Regions from separate parts of the Gossypium hirsutum genome. Here region 2 is linked to region 1. Evidence: chromatin contacts called from public Hi-C data. All regions are on one chromosome and are shown on one strand. Each heading gives the region's core, a stretch centred on a gene start, on an enhancer-like site or on the middle of the called end of the contact. The rest is flanking DNA. Distances are from core to core; before and after follow the strand shown. Region 1 holds the start of LOC107956169. Region 2 holds the start of LOC107954750 (indole-3-glycerol phosphate synthase, chloroplastic).

Region 1 (2,719 bases), core at 167-2,666:
AGGGATCAGAAGCTTTGCCGAATTATGTATGAATGCCTCCAAAACACAATCGTCCACCTATTTATAAAGACAAAAAAATTTAATTTATAAAAAATATTTTTTAAATTTAACTTAATCGAAAATAATGAAAATTAAATTTTCATTTTACCATTATTGCTTGAGCGGCGAAAATGTGCTTATTGTCGAAACGAATTAGAGAGGTTGTCATTCGTGAAAACTTAATCCAAACAAATCAAATACAAGATAATTTAAAGAAAAAACTAATATTTTAACACGAGAATATCGAAAAATTTTGAACAAAAACTTAGAAAATTGAGAGAGTTAAGAGATTAGAAAGAATTCAGAATAGGATCTAAGTGAAAAAAAATTATTTTGGGGGCATTTATAGGTAAAAAATTTCACCGTTGGCCCTTTTAATTTTTTTTTACCGTTGCAAGGGCAACAGTCATATGAACGTTGATGGAAAGCGTGTTGAATTAGGTGAGCTTTCTGTACAGGTGGTAGGAAAGCGTGCTCAGCTAGATGAACTTTTCTTCCACCTATATAAAAGGCATGCCCAATCGAACATGTTTTCCCTTTCTCCCTTTTAAAATGGTCTATTTCCCTATATTAAAAATGACTTAAAAACTTAATTAAAAAAATCCGCTTTTAAGCCTAATTTAGCCAACTTCGTTAGTAAAAACCTATTCTCACGTTATGTTTATATATTCTATCAAAATCTATATAATGTGAATAGTGTAATGATTCAACGGAGTAAATCGAAAACTGATTAGAGGTTTATAAGCTTTTATATTATACACTGTTAAAAATTTGGGTATAAAGTTAAAAATTTTAAAATTAATACAACATCAAAATATTTTATATATCCTTAAAAATTGATTAAATTATACTAAAAAAACACAACAAAAGTTTTAAGGTTTTTATAACATTTTACCTATCTATCATTTTCTAGCTAGTGGTGTTGTAAAAAATATATATAATAATTTATTTAATCTTTCAATTTTACAAAAAAATAATTTTTTATTTAATATTTTATTTTTTTAACATTTAAATTTATATTATTTGTTAAATCACCTAAAAATAAATGAAAAATTAATGTCTATTAACTTATGACAGTATGCCATATTAATTATTTTTCATTTTTAAGATGAATCGAAAAATAATGTAAATTAAAAAATTTAAATAATAATTTTTTTATACTAAATAAAAAAGTTTTAAATTATATGTTACGCTTTGTCGGTGAATATCTCAAGCGTCAACTGTAACCCAAAAAATACAATTAAATTACTTCGCCTGCCCACATATCTTAGCCGTCGACATAATCTTACAATCCACGTGTAACCATCATGATCAAGTGCGCAATGCGCTCCATGCTCAGAGTATTCCCTCTCCGTTGTAGTTTAATGAATCATCCCTATCTACTCTTTCTGACTGGGGCAAATTTAAAGGAAAAAAAAAGAACAAAATAAAATAAAGTTGCAGAAACTGAGTGCAAATCTTACTAAGCCCCAGCTCGAACTCCTCTGTCCCATTAACTGTATGAGAGAGAGGAAATCTGATTTTCAATTTCATCACTGCATCTTCTCTTTGCTTTTGGCCTCACCTTCAGAAAGGTAAGTCAAGTTCTTTAGATTGCTTGCCGCTTTTTGAGTTTCAAGATCTATGAACCCCAGATCTGTAGAGCCTTGATCTTATTGCTGAATTCTTGAATTTTAGTAGTTTGGGTTCTTTTGCTTTTTCCTTAATAACTAGATTTAGTTTATTGTAAGGTCATTTTAGCTCATTCAGGATGTTGGGTCGTCCTGGGTTATCTAGAACTGGAAGCTTTAGGCCTGAGAATCTAGGACAAAATGCTTTGCATATGATTGGCAATCTTTGTTTCACTATATTTGTAATTGGTGTCCTAGTTTTCACCATTATAGCTGCTACTTATGAGCCTGAGGACCCTCTTTTCCACCCTTCCACCAAGCTCACGACTTTCCTCACGTCCACATCAAATGCCACCTTCCAATCGGATAACACGGTTGTTAAAACCGGAGAGGACTTTATGGCCGCCAACCAGACTGCATTTGCCACTTTTATCAATGTGACGGATGTAGTAGAAATCAAGGAGGAGCGTACTGACCAAACTAGTTCATCCGAATGCGAGGGTGATCCGAGAAAACCACTTAATTGTAGGGACCCAGAAGTGTTCCATTTGATGATGAAGGAGGCTATTGAGCGTTTTAAGGATATACATTTTTATCGGTTTGGAAAGCCAGCACCAGGGCCTGAGGAGAATACTTGTGATATGGCCTGGCGGTTTAGGCCTAAGGAAGGGAAGACAGCTGCTTTTTATAAGGATTATAGGCGGTTTGTGATTAATAGATCTGAGAATTGTACACTTAGTGTGTTGAGCATTGGGGATTATCATTCAGGTGTGAATGCAAGGAAGAGGAAGAATAAGAATCAAAAGCCTGGATTTGAGAAGACATCTGGTAGGCAGGAGCAAGTTGTTGCGGCTTTGCCTGTTGTTGGGGAAACAGTGAATGATTTGCTTCCAGTGGTCGAGTCTGAAAATGCATTTAGTCGTGGGAAGTATTTGATTTATGTGGGTGGTGGAGATAGGTGCAAGAGCATGAACCATTACTTGTGGAGCTTCTTGTGTGCATTGGGTGAAGCGCAATATTTGAATCGGACTTTGGTTATGGATTTGAAACTTTGTTTATCTTCAATTTAT
Region 2 (2,840 bases), core at 142-2,641, 400 kb before region 1:
GACTGTAGTAGTGACAGGCAACCTCCGATTTTTCTTTACTCAGTCGCGTCGCCCCACAGATCTCCCGATATAATGCTGCCAAGACGGCAGACCCCCAACTCAATTTACTAGCTGCTCTAAAATCAACGAGTTTCAGTAGTCATCTTAGATGTACGCGGCTCCGTGACAAGTCCGGCATCAAATAACCTCAAATTATCTGAAGAATGTATGCCCGAGCATATCAAATTCTTTCTACTTCGGTTGAATCATCATCCGGATCCGGGGATGTGTCTCGTAACTAGCTTATCTCTATCCGACCTCCGTCCATTTTCTCTAGAATAGCACCCAAAAGCTCGTAGCACACCACTCCCCAATCGGTAGATTGGACAGACCCGGTAACTGGGTACCCGTCCACCGACAATCCCAATTGCAGACTGACATCTTCCAAAGTGATAGTGCACTCTCCACATGGAAGATGGAATGTGTGCGTCTCCGGTCTCCACCTCTCGATCAACGCACTGATAAGTTTTGGGTCTAACTTGCATCCCCGACCTGCCGTCGCCACGTGCCAAAAACCCACTTCCCGCAAGTAGTTCTCTACCAACGGTGATAGAGGAGCATGCATATTCCGGATATAGCATTCCAATATCCGATCTACAGACTTTTATAACAAATAATAAATTAATAATTATCTAAAAATGCATAAATAAAAAAATCTTAAATAATATTTAAAAATTAAATTTAACACTTACCATTTTCATTTACTCGACGGATATGTGCTGCTTATTAAGACGAGTCAATTTTCAGGCCATTGCTGAAATCGTATAAATTTTTACGATTTAAAAAAAAATTTAAAAATATTTAAAAATAGGGATTTAAGAGGAAATTGAGAGCAAATTGAGATTAAATATAGATTTGAGAGAAATTTGGAAGGAATTTGAGAGCAAATTGAGAGCAAATTGAGAAAATAATTAGTTTGTGAAAAAATAAAGGGTGGGGGTATTTATAGATTTTTTTTTGACCGTTAGGGGGGGCAACGGTAAAAAAAATATCATTGCACTGTTCACGCGTGGGGAAATCGCGTCCCCAAGGGCGCGCTACGTGACATCAAATCGCGTCCACGTCAGCGTAATTTGCTGACGTGGATACAAATCGCGCTTACGTGGACGCGATTTGTTGCCATGTCAGCACAGCGCGCTGACGTGGACGCGATTTGCTGACACGTTCCCTGACTTTGCGTTGACGTGGACGCGCTTTAGGGGGAAAAGGACCTATTCCAGTAGATAATAAAATATCAGGCCCATTTCAATAAATTTAAAAAAATAAGCTTTTAATGGTAAATTGCCAAAAAAAACACATTCAGGTAAAACGACGAAATTAATAATAAAAGGAAACAAAAATCTTTATTAGAAAAAAAATAAACAAAAATCTTGGAGAAATTACCATTTATACATACCAAATATATCTTTCATGTTCCCCACTTCGACTGTAAAAAGTGTATAAAATCTAAGTGCAGGAGCTAGGGTTTCCATCAATTGCAAAAATGGAGGGATTAGTTTCAATGAAAACAGCTCCTGGAATTTCCTTTCAATCTATTCCTTCCCCTAATCAGCGACCTAATTTCTTCCTCAGACGCTCAATGGACCTTCAGCATCGGCGATTCCATTTTCCCTCCATTCGAGCTCAACAGGTTATTAATAATAATCATTTTACTTACATACATTGAATCTAATACTCTTCTTTCTAAAATAAAATTTGTGTGTAGTCGGGGACGATATTTCCGCGAAAAGAAGACGAGGAAGATTCTTTGAAGGTAAAGGAATGGGAAGTTGGAATGTTGCAAAACGAAGTCGCAGCGAGTCAAGGGATTAGAATACGGCGGCGTCCACCGTCGGGTCCGCCTTTGCATTACGTGGGTCCCTTCGAATTCCGTTTACAGAATGAGGGAAACACTCCTCGTAACATTCTTGAAGAAATAGTTTGGCACAAAGATGTGGAAGTTTCCCAAGTAAATTTTTTTAATTTTAATTTTTACAATTTTAATTAGGTCAAGGTATTCGTCTTTGCTTTTTTTTTTTTTGTAACTGTATGGTGATATAATGATTTTTTGGGTTTGGCAGATGAAAGAGAAGAAGCCTTTGCTTTCATTGAAGAAGGTTATCGAGAATTCACCTCCAACTAGAGATTTCGTCGGGTCTCTTAAAGCGGCACATTTGCAGACTGGATTGCCTGGTTTAATTGCTGAAGTTAAGAAGGCTTCGCCTAGCAGAGGAATTCTCAGAGAGAATTTTGACCCAGTTAAGTACCTTTCTTTATTTCTAGTCCATACTTTTTGGAAGAAAATTATCCTAATTTAATAATATACTTATTTTTATAAATAAATATATCTAATGGTACATTTATCATTCATCTAACGGCGTTTATGATACTAGAAATTTTGATACGAAAATTTGACTGGATTTGTCATAAAATTGAGGTTCTTCTCTCAACGAGATTGGAGGACTCATAAAATGTCCTGCGGATGAAAACCCGCTAGTGAGGTTTGAGGGTTAGAATTTATAAACACCATCTGGTATATTTATGATGTTATTAATGAATTAATCAGATATTATTCAATAAACATTTGTCAGCTTTCTACCTCCTGCATGGTTTATAAGATAATACAAGTATAGATACTCTATAAGATTAAAGTTATCTTCTTGGAATTATGGTTGGGAGGAAATTTTGATATTTTAGAGTATGTTTCAATCCGGGTAAAACCTTAGAGAAAGAGTGAACTAACCTTCCATATCTTTTTTTATATAAGATTGAAGTTGTCTTCTTGGAATTATGGTTGGGAGGAAATTTTGATATTTTAGAGT

The links. Hi-C and Micro-C count contacts between places; a contact is called where the count stands out from the background.
Region 2: a Hi-C map of leaf shows a contact between it and region 1, with 2.3 times the contacts expected there. The contact joins the promoter of LOC107954750 here to the promoter of LOC107956169 in region 1. A contact is called at or near these places in 3 of 34 Hi-C or Micro-C datasets (anther and leaf).

The regions. Positions count from the first base shown.
Region 1 is chrD07:34,632,978-34,635,696 of Gossypium_hirsutum_v2.1, reverse strand. LOC107956169 reads left to right here and starts at 1,416. Exons shown (of 1, transcript XM_016891900.2): 1 at 1,416-2,719. The coding sequence starts at 1,790. It overlaps LOC121219064 (a long non-coding RNA gene), which reads right to left and starts at 851. Exons shown (of 4, transcript XR_005915653.1): 1 at 149-851; 2 at 1-57.
Region 2 is chrD07:35,033,726-35,036,565 of Gossypium_hirsutum_v2.1, reverse strand. It overlaps LOC107954750 (indole-3-glycerol phosphate synthase, chloroplastic), which reads left to right and starts at 1,391. Exons shown (of 10, transcript XM_016890406.2): 1 at 1,391-1,669; 2 at 1,745-1,987; 3 at 2,100-2,276. The coding sequence starts at 1,523.